Regions from separate parts of the Mus musculus genome. Here regions 2, 3 and 4 are each linked to region 1. A link is a contact called in public HiChIP or PLAC-seq and promoter capture Hi-C data. All regions are on one chromosome and are shown on one strand. The core of a region is the stretch at or near the end of the contact, and the rest is flanking DNA. Distances in the headings are between cores, read along the strand shown. Region 1 holds the start of Stac2 (SH3 and cysteine rich domain 2). Region 2 overlaps Lasp1 (LIM and SH3 protein 1). Region 3 has its middle 22 kb from the start of Fbxo47. Region 4 holds the start of Med1 (mediator complex subunit 1).

The links. Promoter capture Hi-C pulls out the DNA fragments that hold promoters and counts their contacts. HiChIP or PLAC-seq counts read pairs in DNA pulled down with a chosen protein or histone mark.
Region 2: a contact with region 1 is called in an HNF4G HiChIP or PLAC-seq map of pancreatic cancer cells. The contact joins the enhancer-like site here to the promoter of Stac2 in region 1. A contact is called at or near these places in 1 of 39 promoter capture datasets (embryonic stem cells), 1 of 484 Hi-C or Micro-C datasets (embryonic stem cells), 10 of 115 datasets of contacts at active chromatin or transcription factors (bone marrow-derived macrophages, double positive thymocytes, embryonic hindbrain and 4 more) and 2 of 9 other capture datasets (adipose tissue and liver).
Region 3: a promoter capture Hi-C map of embryonic stem cells shows a contact between it and region 1, with 2.0 times the contacts expected there. The contact joins the enhancer-like site here to the promoter of Stac2 in region 1. A contact is called at or near these places in 17 of 39 promoter capture datasets (the 3T3-L1 cell line, the C10 cell line, the HPC-7 cell line and 9 more), 1 of 15 datasets of contacts at CTCF or cohesin (the NIH/3T3 cell line), 8 of 484 Hi-C or Micro-C datasets (B cells, the G1E-ER4 cell line, Th1 cells and 5 more), 6 of 115 datasets of contacts at active chromatin or transcription factors (craniofacial prominence, embryonic stem cells and pancreatic cancer cells) and 5 of 9 other capture datasets (adipose tissue, embryonic stem cells, liver and 2 more).
Region 4: an H3K27ac HiChIP or PLAC-seq map of embryonic stem cells shows a contact between it and region 1, with 9 read pairs. The contact joins the promoter of Med1 here to the promoter of Stac2 in region 1. A contact is called at or near these places in 3 of 39 promoter capture datasets (3T3-L1-derived adipocytes, macrophages and stem cell-derived epiblast-like cells), 2 of 484 Hi-C or Micro-C datasets (embryonic stem cells and trophoblast stem cells), 8 of 115 datasets of contacts at active chromatin or transcription factors (the SCID.adh cell line, bone marrow-derived macrophages, embryonic stem cells and 3 more) and 3 of 9 other capture datasets (adipose tissue, liver and pancreatic islet).

Annotation. Positions count from the first base shown.
Region 1 is chr11:98,051,924-98,055,376 of GRCm38.p6, forward strand. Stac2 (SH3 and cysteine rich domain 2) reads right to left here and starts at 1,539. Exons shown (of 11, transcript NM_146028.4): 1 at 970-1,539. The coding sequence starts at 1,059.
Region 2 is chr11:97,815,901-97,819,353 of GRCm38.p6, forward strand. All of the region lies in intron 3 of Lasp1 (LIM and SH3 protein 1), which reads left to right. Among named protein-coding and RNA genes, the nearest start is that of Lasp1, 18 kb to the left of the region's middle. Within about 2 kb of position 1,646, at least 170 of the 459 cell types and tissues checked have an H3K27ac peak or open chromatin away from gene starts, as enhancers often do. A contact at or near this core is called in adipose tissue, bone marrow-derived macrophages, embryonic stem cells and 3 more, where this site is marked.
Region 3 is chr11:97,904,671-97,908,123 of GRCm38.p6, forward strand. No RefSeq gene overlaps it. Among named protein-coding and RNA genes, the nearest start is that of Fbxo47, 22 kb to the left of the region's middle. Within about 2 kb of position 1,636, at least 16 of the 459 cell types and tissues checked have an H3K27ac peak or open chromatin away from gene starts, as enhancers often do. A contact at or near this core is called in Th1 cells and embryonic stem cells, where this site is marked.
Region 4 is chr11:98,191,721-98,195,173 of GRCm38.p6, forward strand. Med1 (mediator complex subunit 1) reads right to left here and starts at 1,573. Exons shown (of 17, transcript NM_001080118.1): 1 at 1,339-1,573. The coding sequence starts at 1,363. Gm38963 (a long non-coding RNA gene) reads right to left here. Exons shown (of 4, transcript XR_880193.2): 3 at 3,364-3,453; 4 at 2,216-2,317.

The sequences.
Region 1 (3,453 bases), core at 289-2,788:
CTCAGATAGCTTCCCACAGAACTTCATGAACATCTAGAAGTTGGGGAGGGGGCAGACTCATTAGGAGTGGGAGGTGGAATGTAAGCGACAGCCTCCCCCACCTCTTTCAGTGCCCGCAGTCTGGGCTCCGCCTGCCTTCATAGGAGAATAATTTATTCATTGTGACTCCCGCAAGAGTAACAATCATAGATAATTAGGGTTAATTATGACATTCATTAATTACGATGACTTCTTCTTTTGATTCTGCCCTCTCTCCTCCCCTCTCCTGGTTCTCCAAGCGGGGGGTGGGGCTGCCTCTGGCTCTGGAACCGCAACACTCCGGGTCCCCGCCCGCCACCGACGGCCCGCGCTGCCGCAGCCCCCAGCGCCGGCTTGAAAGCTGCGCACCCGGGGCCGCAGCCTTTCGGGCCCCCAGCCTAACCGGTCCGCGAGGTGCGTGCCAGGCTGCTGTGGGTCAGAGAGGGACGCCGGAGACACACAGAGGAGCACGTAGGGAAGCAAAGAGAAGCGGAGAGTCTGCACGCTCCGAGGAGACGGTTGTGGCTAGGAATTCAGAGGCAGGAGAGAGGGGGCCCCGGGGAGCCGCAGACAGCGATGTGGCGGCCCCGGGAGGGTGCGCCCCGCACGCACACACGCGCGCGTACACCGGCCCACACCCGCTACACACGGCCACACACGCCCTGCGCCTCCGCTGCGCCGATTCCCTCCAACAAAGCCGAGTTACAACCGCCCAGGAGGGAGCCGGAGCGCGTCGGCGCCTCGCGCGTTCTGGCGGGTCGTGCTCGTGTGATCTGCTCCTTGGGTCCCCTCGTCGCGAACCCTCTCCTCCTTCCCCGGCACGGCGCGCAGCCTTAGGAATCACGCGGGCCCGGTTTAGCTTCCGTAACCCCAAAGGGACCCAGCCACTGTGATCAGCGCTCCAAGTCAGAGATGCCCGGGCGGGGCCAGGCCTCGCACCCCACGACTTACCTTGGTTTCTTGGAGGGTGGAGACGGTCCCTGGGGGGGTATGGGTGGCCGCGTCATCCGGTTCATTCTCCTTCTCGCTCATTTCGGTCATGGTTGGGGTATAAAGGAAGAGAGGGTGCGGAGACCCGACGGCAGGCCCGCTGGGGTCAGGCTGTGAGTGGCGGGCGTCTCTTTGGGACTCTCAAGCCTTTCTCCAGGGGCAGCTCTTCAGTGACCCCAGGAGAAACCCTCCCAGGCAAAGCAGCCCCCTAACCCCAGGCACCAGGGGAGAAAGTTGTCGGTGTGGCAGGGGAGAGGGAGGCAATTACCCCGAGCCGCGGAAGCTGGACGACCCGGGGTGTGAGGACCAAGGGTCTGCAGAGGATGCTGCGCTCCGCGGGAGGAGGAGGGAAGTAGGGATGCGCGGATGTGCAAAGCCAGGGAACGACCGAGCTGTCCGAGTCCGGCCGGCTCCGCCGTCCTCTGCGCCCGCCCCCCATCTCCCTCCCCCTCCCCGCGCCGGCCCCAGCCTTGCACCCGGCGGCCCCTCCGCCCAGTCCTAGCCTCCCAACTTTGATTTAGGAGGTCGCCTGGTCCCTCCCCCTTCCCTCCGCCACTCCCCCGCGCAGCTATGCAAATGAAGGTTCTCAGCTATTGGCTGCGGTGGTGGCTAGGAGGGCCAGCTGGGTGGAGTCTTGGGGGGCTCGACAAGATGGGGAGGGGTTTGGAGGGTAAAGAAGCGGAGGGGTAGTTTTACAATGGAAAGCCCGAAATGGGGGCCGATAGGTGGGGAGACAAAATTGAAGGAGGGCTGGGACAATGATACTAGAGTCTGGAAATGCAAATAATTCGAGGATGCCGCAGAATAGCCGAGAGGAAAATCAAAGTTACAGCGTTCTGATAGTGCACATTGGAAGATGCCGCACCTTGACAGAGAAAAAGACCCGCTCGCCCCATTAACTTGATGCCTTTCTAGAATCTCATCAAATTATACATACCACTACTAGACTTATAGACGCTCCCTGAAGCAGAGAACAGGCTGTTTTGTGTGTGTTTATGATCCGCGTGCTCTTATGTCTGACTGTATGAGAAGCGCACGTGTGAGTTTGGTTGGCAGAGGTTAGCTTCCAGTTCCATTCCTCAGGAGCCATCTACCAAGAAATTTGAGTCTGAGTCTCTCATTGTAAGCCAATTTGGCTAGAGTGGCTGGCCGTGGAGCCCCAGAAATCCTGTCTACTTTCCCAGTGCTGTGGATTTGGCCCTTTTAAATAGAGGCTGGAGATTAAAGTCAGGCCCTTATACTTGAATGATTTTAAACTATCCTAGCGTGCCGGGGCGTGGTGGCACACACCTTTAATCCCAGCACTTGGGAGGCAGAGGCAGGAGGATTTCTGAGTTCAAGGCCAGCCTGGTCTACAGAGTGAGTTCCAGGACAACCAGGGCTACACAGAGAAATCCTGTCTCAAAAAACCAAACCAAACAAAACAACAACAACAACAAAAAACTATCCTAGCAGTCTACATTTTTTATTTTTGAGACAGGGTCTGTCTATGTCTCCCAGGTTGGCCTGGAATGCACTATGTAGCCCAGGCTGGCTTCAAACGCATCATCTTCCTGCTGCAGTCTCCCTAATGTTAAGGTTACAGACTGAAGACACCTTAATGAGTCAAAAGTGAAGCCAAACCAGGCATGGTGGTGCATGCCTATAATACCAGCAACCGAGAGCCAGAGGAAGCCATATCTCTCTGTGAATTTCAGGCCAGTCTCATCTACAAAGTAAGTTCAGACCAGTTAAGATTATAGTGAGATCCTATCTCAAAAGAAAAAATAGCCGGGCGGTGGTGGTGCACGCCTTTAATCCCAGCACTTGGGAGGCAGAGGCAGGTGGATTTCTGAGTTCCAGGCCAGCCTGGTCTACAGAGTGAGTTCCAGGACAGCCAGGGCTACACAGAGAAACCTGTCTTAAAAACTAAAAACAAAAAACCAAAATCAAAAACAAAAAAATAAAAAATAAAAATAAAACAAAACTCAAACTGAAAAAAAGGCTAGGGCAGACAGCTTTTCGTTGTGGATGGAAAATCAGGCAACCATGAGCCTTAGTTTTCCTGTCTGGACTTGAGCAGAAATGGACTTCCATTATCATCCAGGAAGTCTCCAAACCTCTCTAAGTTAGGCTCTTCTAAAATCCTGCAACACCTGAAATATGGTCACCCATAGGCCCTGGTGTTCTCTCCCCACTCAGTCTGAAGGTGCTTCCTCTTATTCCTCTTCCTCTTCTAAAATATCTTTATTCTTATTTTATGTGCATTAGTGTTTTGCCTACATGTGTAGGTGTGAGAGTGTCAGATTCCCTGGAACTGAAGTTACAGACAGTTGTGAGCTGCCACATGGGTGTTGGGAATTGAACCCAGATCCTCTGGAAGAGCAACCAGTGTTCTTAACCACTGAGCCATCTCTCCATCCCCTAAAGGTGCACCTTCTAATGCATGGCTATAAACCCGTACTT
Region 2 (3,453 bases), core at 396-2,895, 240 kb before region 1:
GTCTCCCCATCCCCACCCTTGCTCAGTTACTTCACACTTCCTGACTTCTGCAGAGGTCAGGGAGGGCGGAAATACCGCCTTCATACCTGAAATTGGTTGGGGAGGCGTGGACATATGTTTGACTCTCCTGGGCTCCTAGAGCCTTCTGTTCTGTTCCTTTACACGTGACACAGAAGAGCTGAGAGCCAACCAGAAAACTATACTAGTCTGTGATGCACAGCCTGTCCTCTGTAACCTTGTCTTGAGACCTTTTGGATGTCTTGGAGGGAGGGCGGTATGAGGGGCCCATCCTCCCATCTCTTTAGTTTGGCTTTCCTGAGTGATACGGGTTGTTCCAACAATAGAGAAGGAGGCATGATATGCCCTGGCTCAGAGGGGAAGACTCTGTCCTTCAGGGGCACTGAGCTGCGCCATGCTAGGTGGTCTGGAGCTCCGAGAGCCTGCCTGGAACCAGCCTGGCCTGCCTCAGTGAGGATTAAAGGATTAGATGAGAGAATACAGTGGGGGAATTTACTGAGTTGGCAAGGGGCCCAGGTTGGTGCCACCTGGGCCACAAGGGCTCACTCGGGCACAGACCCTTGCACGACTGCTTCAGGTGGGTTTTTTTTTGTTTGTTCTGGTTGTCCTGAGATGATAATGCCATATAACCCTTTTAAGACATTGCCTTGGGGGCTGGAAAAACAGCTCAGAAACTCACGTCATTACAACGTTTGTATCTCTAGCTCTGGGGGAATCTGAAGCCTCCGGTGTCTGCGTCACGTGCGCTCACGTGCGTTTACGTGCACATAACCTCATGGAAGCACGCACCTACATATAATTAAACACACACGAAAAAAATCTTAGGAGGAAAAAAAAAGAGAATAGCATTGATTCCCTCCTCATGTCTCCATCTCCCAAGTGCCAAGATTGCAGGTCATACCACATCTGGCTTATAGTTTCCTATCTACTACCTGAAGGGAACAGTTTCCTCTCCTTAAGAAGCACAGCAGACCCCGAGGCTGCTGAGAACGTGGGAAACCTAAAAGCGGTGTGATAGCTTCTCCTTCTGGGCCTTGATGCCACTCCAAGGGCAGGTTTGGGATCAGTCCCCCACGTCCCTCTTGGAAGCGAGCCCTCAAGAGTTCAAGGCCATATTGAGCGAGCGAGGCTGCCTGCCGTATCTGGGCTCTTCACTCCCACACACCAGTGTGTGCCTTGAGTGTGTAGCCCTCCAGTGTGTCCCACAGCACAGGCAGCTGCTTGCCCCTTAGCATTTCCTGGGGAAGCTGCTCTGAATGACTCCAGATGACGATGGAATGGTCCAGCAGGCAGGGAGAGGGGTCAGAGGGCCAGATGCCTGGGCCAAGCGAGAGATTGCCTCCTTCTTCTCCACTCGTCTTCCTTCTCCTCCTCCTCCTCCTCCTCTTCTTCCTTCTCCTCCTCCTTTTCTTTTTTTCCCTCCCCTTTTGTCTTTTTCCTCCTCTTCTTTTTTCTTTCTTTCTACATTCTACTTTAAGGAGAAACCCAACCCACTTGCCCTTGGGAGCCCATGAGAGCTCCACCTCAGCTTTTTTTTTTTTTTGCTTCTGGAATCTGACCCCTGTAGGGCGGGGCTGATATCAGAAGGCAGCCAGCCAGCCCTACTACCCGTGCCTGTGTACAGGGGCATCAGGGCTGCCCTTGCTGTTTGTAGGGCTGCCCTGCTCTCCACACACAGACTCGGAGGTTCCTAGACTCTAGGGTCTGCTGTGGGCTGCCATAACGTTCTCTTAGTTTCTTACTGAGAGGCAGGAGGCCCTGTGTGTATCAGTTCTCACAATCGTATTGTCAAAAAGGGAAGAGCTGCTTTTGTGGGGCTCCCTCTTTGGTTGTTGGCTTCTCTTTTTTTTTTTTTTGTCTTTTGTCTTTTGTTGTTGTTGTTGTTTTGAGCCGGGATCTCACTGTATCCTTGGCTGGGCTGGCATTACCTATGTAGTTTGAGATGGAATTCTCCTGCCTCAGCCTCCTGGGTGTTGGTATTTTAGGTGTGAGTCCCTACTCCTAGATTAAGAAGGGGCTGTTTTTATTACGTAGGTGGGGTCACTGAGGTTTGGAGAAGCCACGCTGATGAAAGCTCACCATCTTTCTTATCTAGCCACGGCCCCCTGACTGTCAGTCCATCCGTCCGGCTGGGACTCTAACTCCTTGTCTCTCAGGACCACTTGCCCAGCCCACAGGCAGGCAGATTTTGAGCTTAGCTGATGGGGCCTCAGTGCACAGCTGGAGCTGTTCTATAGGACTGACTGCCCATCACACCAGCTCAAAGGAGGTTAACCCAGGCCGGCCTCAAACCCCTGCTAATCCTTCCAACTCAGCCTCCTGGGGGCTGGGATTACTGGTGTTTGTGCGCCTCTGCCCAAACCAGGCCTGGTGCCCTGGAGACTTCCTCTGCTTGGGCTGCTAAGTTAGGTGCTAGCAGGGTAGAGCTAATAAAGCCAACAGGTGGTAGCCTCGGGATGGTGACACACTGGAGGGTCTGTGTGATCCCAGTCAACGGGGTGGGAGGTGAAGGAATTGACCGTCTGCATTGGGGGCACAGATCTGTTCCTGGACCTGCGGACCTGCAGGACCATGTGGAAAAGAAAGCTTTGGGTGGTGTGTCTCTCCCACTGTCTACCATCTGTGCAGTCTGAGCCCTTTGTTTGTTTGTTTGTATTTCTTTCCCCCTCATAGTTTTTTTCCTCCCTCTGTAGTGAAATAGAGATGGAGACCCATTTGCCTGGAAGTTGGGGGCTGGGCCTGTCGCTAAGGGCTTGGCAGGACCGGCCTGGCTAGTGATAGATCTGTGGCTGCTGTGGGGGCAGGGCTAGCTAGGGCTTTGTGTGGCTGGCTGGAAGCAAAGTGGGAACCTTTCTCCCCTTCCCTGCCCCACTCCAGCAGGGCAGGGCATCCTGGGCTCCTTCCAGGGCTGCCTGCTTCCTGGCCTGGCTTCATGTGTGGGCTCTTTCCTTTGGGGAGCTGCCTGGGCCGTTTCTGCCTTGTTCCCCCACTGCTGCATTGGTCCCGAGACTGGTGCTTTGGGTGTCTGTAACCTCCCCAACCACAGAGCTGCCCAGAAGTAACACTCTGAGCCTTGCTGTCAAAGCTGGCAGTTGTCCCCAGCTCCCCTCTTCTCACTGTACCCCTACTAAATAGAGACAGTATCCTTGGGTTGGAGTTGAAATAGAGAATGTGTGTGACCAAGTCCAGGCCCTCTCCCTGGCAGATGTGCTGGGAGTCTCTCTGTTCTTCTGTTCCTTGTCACCTTCATAGAGTGTTTTAGGAAATGCCGTGTGTGTGTGTGTGTGTGTGTGTGTGTGTGTGTGTGTGTGTGTGTGTGTGCACAATGCCTCTCCCTCACTCATCTTGGGGCAGGGTTCTCACTCCTGCCTTGGATCCTGTGACCTGCATGGCAGCCACGCACCCTGACAAGTGGCACTCTTACTGAGTGTAGTA
Region 3 (3,453 bases), core at 386-2,885, 150 kb before region 1:
TGAACATATATATTCATTCTCTGTTGCATTACAAATGCCAGTGTCTCCGCCCATCCCTTCTTGCCTGGGCTACCATACTGTACCATCTCTGGCTGGCTCCTTGGATTCCCACAGTTCTTATTTCGTTCATTCACCGTGCTGTTCCCAGGAGACCTCCCGCACTCTTGCCGTCGAGTGCAAATCTGATACTTTTCCCTTGCTTGATCAAGGGAAAACATTACAGTGCTTCAGGACAGTGTGCCATTTTCCTACACCCCCATCTTGGCACACTGCTATCCTGTACCCGGCCACACCTACCCCGTGTTCCGGAACAGTGAATTGGTCACAGTTCCCAGCGGCTCAGGCTTGTGCGTATTAGTTCTATTTGTCTGGGACGGTCACTCGCTTGTCAGCCAACTTTTCCCTTCTGGTTTTTCCAGACTCAGGTCAAACGTCACCTCCTCTTGAACTCGGCCTGGTGCATCCTCTCCTTTGCCCCAGCTGAACTTTTATTATTTGCACATCTTCTGAGCATTTTGTTGGTAGGGTAGAGCCTAGTCTACTGATGTTGGTTGTAAGGCTATGAGGGCAAGAGCCTGCTTCCTATTCTCTTTGGGTCTTTGGTACCTAATATATCTCTCTCTTTTTGAGACAGGTCTTATGTAGCCCAGGCTGGGCCCCTCAATATGTCGCCAAGGATATTTATCTTTGAATTTCTAATCTTCTTGCCTCTATCTCTTAAGTGCTGGGATCACAGCCTTGAGCCACCATGCTCAGTTTATGTAGAACTGGGGATTGAACCCATGGTTTCGTGCAGGCTAGGCAAGCACCTACCAACTGCACTGAGTCTTCAGCCTATGAACTTCTCTTCACTGATTCTTTGATCCCGAGCTTTGATAAGCTATGTGATCTTGGGTGACCCATTTAACTTTCTTGCATTTTAGTGAAAACAGTAAGTCCTTTGTGAAGATGAGGTGAAATAAAACAGACTGATGCTGTGTAGCTCACACTCCACTTCTCTAAGGACTTGCTATGTTCACTAAATGCATCACTCCTTTGATCTGCATGCTTTTTACTCTATTGTTGAGGTTCTGACAGGAAACCCATGCTCTGACACAAGCTAGGCATGTGCTAAGCTATCATTAGTCTGACTGTGCGCTCTCTTGCCTTGGGACCTTCTCTATCATCAAACGCCCTTTGCCTCCAGACTCCTCTTCTGCTTACAAACCCCTTCTTGTGTCTCCCATTCTGTACACAGGCTCCCCTCAGCCCCACCTCCATCTGGAGTGGGACTTTCTTCTCTGCATCCTGCCAGAGCCCTTCCCAGAGTGTTTCCCTTGGCTTCCATAGCCCTCACACCCACTTCTTTGTTAACCAACACAATCTGGATCCTGCCCTCCCACAGCCTCATCACTGTGTCCTCTGAGAACTCTCTTGCTACTGGGTGGTAGCCCAGGTTTGCTCACTGGATTTCTGGGGCATCCTGGGGTCATCTCCTGGCCTAAGCCACTCCTCCCTGTCTGCCTTGACTCTGCCCTTGCCGGAGTCTCCTTTTCTTTCCTCAACAGCTAGTTGCTCTTTTCTCCTCAGTGTTGATTCAAGGCTCCACCCAGAGCCTCTTGTCTTCTCTCTGCCCTCCTGGGTGGTCACACCCTCTCCTGAGACAACTGCTAGCACAGCTTTGCGTGTGGCTCCTGCTCTGGTTTTTACTAGCAGCTTGACACATCTTGACTCTTTTCAAAATGAATCATTTTTTTAAATGTATCTTTTTAAAAAAAAGACATGGGCCCTCGGGAGGCAGAAGCAGGTTGATTTCTGAGTTCAAGGCCAGCCTGGTCTACAAAGTGAGTTCCAGGACAGCCAGGGCTATACAGAGAAACCCTGTTTCGAAAAAACCAAAAAAAAAAAACCAAAAAAAAAAAAAAAAAAAAAAAGACATGGGTGCTGGGAACAAAACTTGGTTCCTCTGCAAAAGTAACGCATAACACAGGCTCTTAAGCACTGAGCCTTCTCTCTAGCACCTCCGGGAGTCTTTCCTATTGGAGAATTATCTAGATCAGGGTGGCCTATTTAGTCCTGTCTGTGGAAAATGCCTTGATTGTTAATTGTGGTAGAAAGACCCTGCCCACTATGGGAGGCATCATTCTCTATGCAGGGAGAGTCCTGAACTGCATAAGACAGAATAAAGAGAGATGGCAGCCAGCTTCTTCTCTCTTTGCATTGACTGTGGATTTGATACGTTAGGTTCCTGCCTTGAGTTCCCTGAAATAATGGAATATAGCCTGCAATTATCAGTAGAATAAACTGCTTCTTTCCTAAACTGTTGTCAGAATCTTTTATCACTACAACAGAAATGAAAGTAGGACCTTCCCAGGCCACAAGGTTAGTGGGGCTGGCGTTCTATGTGTCCAGCTGCTGGGCAGATATTTTTAGCGGTCTTGTCCCAACCCAGAAGCACCGTCGCACTGCCCTTTCCCACGCATTCTCTTCCGCCCCTGCTCCTGTTACTTCTGTTAATGTCCCCATCATTCTTTTGCCATCGGATGCTCCTGCTGCGTATCCAGTCTCTTGCCAAGCAGGTGCTCTCATTAAAGCAACCCTGTCTGCCCAGTTTGACTTCCCACTGTCCCGCTGAGGGGCTTCAGTATCTCTCAAAAGCATCTCTGTAGACCTTCACCAAAAAATATGTATTGAGCACTTGAAAATAAGAAACCAGTACCCTATGTGGCTATTCTAGGATGCTGAGAGCCAGGAAGGGGCTTATATAAAGGCTCACTATCCAAGGGGGCCAGAAAGAGGGAAGTACGTAGAGTAGGGTATACTCAGGACCCTGTGCCTGCCCTCCCTGGCCGCCACCGATCCTCTACTGCAACCTATGATGTCTGCTGTGCCCGGAAAGCATTCCTTAGATCTGTGACAATTCCACCAGTCCCCTTCCTTAGTGGGAGGCCTCAGCATGCCTGATCAGGTCTTTACAAAGTGCCCAGCAGCTTCTCTAAAGTCAATACCCATTTCTTCCCTTACCCTCCACCACAGCCCATCCTCCCTCCACCACAGGCCACCCTCCCTCCACCACAGCCCACCCTCTACCACAGCTTATCTACTCTCCACCACAGCCCACCCTCCACTACAGCCCACCCTCCATCACCTTCCTCCACCATAGCCTAAGATCCCTTTACCATAGCTCACCCCCACCACCACAGCCCACCCTCCACCACAGCCCACCCTCCACCACAGCCCACCCTCCAGAGCTCTAAAGAACCCTTGCTTCTGTCCCTGCACCTTCTTTGAGCTCCCACAGCTGTTCTGACAAGTTGTCCGTCTGTCCCTAGAAGATGTGACCCTTCTGTCCAACAGAATGGCCAGGAGGAGCAAACCCTCTTCTGCTGGAGACTCAGAGGGCAGCAAGCCCAGCTGTGTCTTCACCAGCAACAAGAGCCCTGCCGAATGGAGCAGACAGATGGCTTGTCAAAG
Region 4 (3,453 bases), core at 323-2,822, 140 kb after region 1:
AAAAAAAAATAATTAGGGGTTTTTTTTGTTTTGTTTTGTTTTGGTTTTTGGAGACAGGGTTTCTCTGCGTAGCCCTGGCTGTCCTGGAACTCACGCTGTAGACCAGGCTGGCCTCGAACTCAGAAACCGCCTGCCTCTGCCTCCCAGGTGCTGGGATTAAAGCTGTGGGCCACCACACCTGGCTCCCTTTTTCCTTTTCTTTTGGTGCTGGGAATTGAACCCATGGACAAGAAGACATTACTCTAACCACTGCTCTACATTCCCAGCCTCTAAATTATCTTTAAATTAACATACAAAGCAATGCATATCATTTTGGCATTCTTATACATATAGGCCATTATACTTGGTCCAAGTCCTCTCCCTCTGAGAGCCACACTGCCCCAACCTCCAAACAGCCAAACCTCTCACTTCATTTCATATTCCACTAACCTTTCTATCCTGCAGACCTCCTTTGTTCCCACATGGTCCCATGTTTTCACAACCAACACACACCAACACATACCTACGTCGAGATTCCTCATAAGAGAAAATGTGCTATTTATCTTAATATGGCTTATTTTGAGTATCGTCCACTTTGCTACAAATGTCGAGACTTCATTTTTGGATAAGCCAGTCCAGGTCGTGGGAGGGAGTATCTGAACCAAGAATCAAACTCTTAGCTGGCCGAGAGGTGTGTAAGCCCGCACTTGGGAGGCTGAGGCAGGGGGACCTTGTCTCAAGAAACAAAGAAGATTCTATCCCTTCCCTTTTCTTCCCTCAACTGGGAAACTGGTTTGGGGATTGTTCCTGCCAGTTTATAGTTCTGAACACCTCTCCCCCAAGCTTTAAAGCCACCGGTCGTGCACAACTGAAAGCAGTTCGTAAAGACACAGCACAGTATTTGAACACTATGACCTTCCAAGTAATAAACGGCCCGCTTTTACTATGATGAAGATCGAACCAAGCAAGTCACTCCGGCTAAAACACCCTCCATTACTTTGACATTACATTGTTCTAGTGTCATCTTCAGCGATCTCTCCTGGAACAAAGCATCAACAAGTTTCAGTTTCCCTCTCCTTGGGTCCCACCGGGCTAAGCTCAAAGTACCCTGAGGCTCAACTTCCTCGTCCCTCGTCCCGCAGAAAACCTTTCACGAGTGGAGGAGACGGGGGAGCAGCGCCCCGGAGGAGGCGCTCCAGCATCTGTAGGGCTCGGTCGGGATCTAAGATGCACATTCCACCAGGATCCGGTCCCACGCACGGTGGCCCTGGAGGGGCGTGGGTCCCCACCTCCTCTCTCGGATTGGCTCGCCGCAGCGGTGTACCGCCCCTCCTTCCCCGCCACCCCCCAGTCACTCACCCTCGGTTTCCCCCTGAGCCTTCATCCTGACAGCGGGGAGGTCTTGGGTCCGCCACGAGCCGGGGAGCCTTTCCCCGCCACTCAGAGGGGAACCAAGTTAGCCTGGGCTCCGGGGAAGCGGCGCACCAGCGGCCCCGACTCTTCCGGGGAAGGCTCAGTCTGAAGTCCCCGGCGGCAAGAAGAGAAGGGTGCTCGCGGCCGCCGCCATCTTCCCCAACGGAACTTCCCAAAGATCGCGAGATTAATCGTGTTCCTGTGAGACGGAGGAAGAAGGAACCGCACCAAAGTCTCGCGGAGGTTGGCTGATTTCGTCCTCCCCGCAGGATCTCTAGCAGGCCCGGCTCCGATTGGCTCAGAATTCACACCTTGGCGTCTAAGGGTGTGTGCCCAGAGTTGACATCTCTCTGAAAGTTTATGTTTGCATCCCGACAGTTACACAATTTGTAAATTAAAAGCGTTAGCTCTTCCGTCCCGCGGTGGTGGCGGCTCAAGCCTTTGATCCCAGCAGACAGGCGGAACTCTGAGTTCGAGGCCAGCCTGGTCTACAGTGTGAGTTCCAGGACAGCCATGGCTACACAGAGAAACCCTGTCTCAAACGAAACAAAATGTTTGCTCTTTGAGCACCTGGAAAAGTGGCACACTCCTATAATCCCAATGAGGAAGGGGATAGTGAAAACCGGTCCTTACAAAATAATCTCTACTGAAAGATTTCCAGTGAGTTTTAGTGTTTGGGTGTTTAGAGTTTGCCTGGTGGTGGCGCACACCTTTAATCCCAGCGCTCTGAAGGGAGAGGCAGGTAGATCTCTGAGTATGAGGGCAGCCTGGTCTACAAAGTTTCTGGACAGCCAAGGCTACAGAGAAACCTTGCCTGGACAAAAACAAAACAAAACAACAAAAAAGTAAGATTTGTAAGATGACAAGACTTGTAACTCACCAGCAACATACCTGATTAGCATGTCTGAAGTCCTGGGTTTAATTCCTAGAGAAAGTGGGAAGGTGAAATTTCCTGAAGAACCAGAAGCAGTTATGTTGTTTAAAAAAAAGAAAGAAGGGGCTGGAGAGATGGCTCAGTTAATTTAAGAGCACCGACTGCTCTTCAGGAGGTCCTGAGTTCAATTCCCAGCAACCACATGGTGGCTCACAACCATCTGTAATGAGATCTGACTCACTCTTCTGGAGTGTCTGAAGACAGGTACAGTATATATATATACACACACACACACACATACATATACACATATACACGCATACATACATATATATATAATAAATAAAAGAAAAAGAAAGGAACTAGGGAGGCAGAGGCAGGCAGATTTCTGAGTTGGAGGCCAGCCTGGTTTACAGAGTGAGTTCCAGGACAGCCAGGGCTACACAGAGAAACCCTGTCTCGAAAAACCAAAAAAAAAAAAAAAACCCAAAAAACAAAACAAACAAACAAACAAAAACAAAACAAAAAAAGAATGACTTCACACACACAAAGAAGATGATTTTTGGAAAACATTATCATCGTTTACCATGTTGAGCTTGGCTCTGTACAGAAATTAACAGTATATTGATCTAAATTGAGCTTAATTTGTTTCCCATTTGTACAGAGGTAATGCACAATTTATAGTAAATAAATAAGGACTTAACCTATATCAAGCACAGAAACTGTTAAAGTAATATCTAAAATTCTTAAAAAGAGGACCGCAGTACTTTAGGCTTTTGTTGCTGTTTGTCTTATTGGTTTTGAGACAGGGCTCCTGTAGCTCTGGCTGCTCGGGGCCTGGATGCATGGTCAGACTGGCCTGACTTCACAAAGATCCACCGGCTTCCTCATCCTGCTTATGTTCAGCACCACAGCACCTACACTCCAGTACTGGTGCTTTTTACACACCCTGGAAGCAAGTCTAACCTATTTCATTCAGTTTTATACATTTTATAAGACTACATAGGATTTTAGGTTAGAGAACTTTTTTTTTTCTGATTCTACTATGTATTATCATTGATTTTTATAACACCAGTGAAAACACACGTTTAACTTACTCTCTACAATATGAATCACAAAAAACATCTTCAGTCAATGTCTTGATAAATCTTCACAAACACAATTTCTGTAATTCTGAGACGTTCATG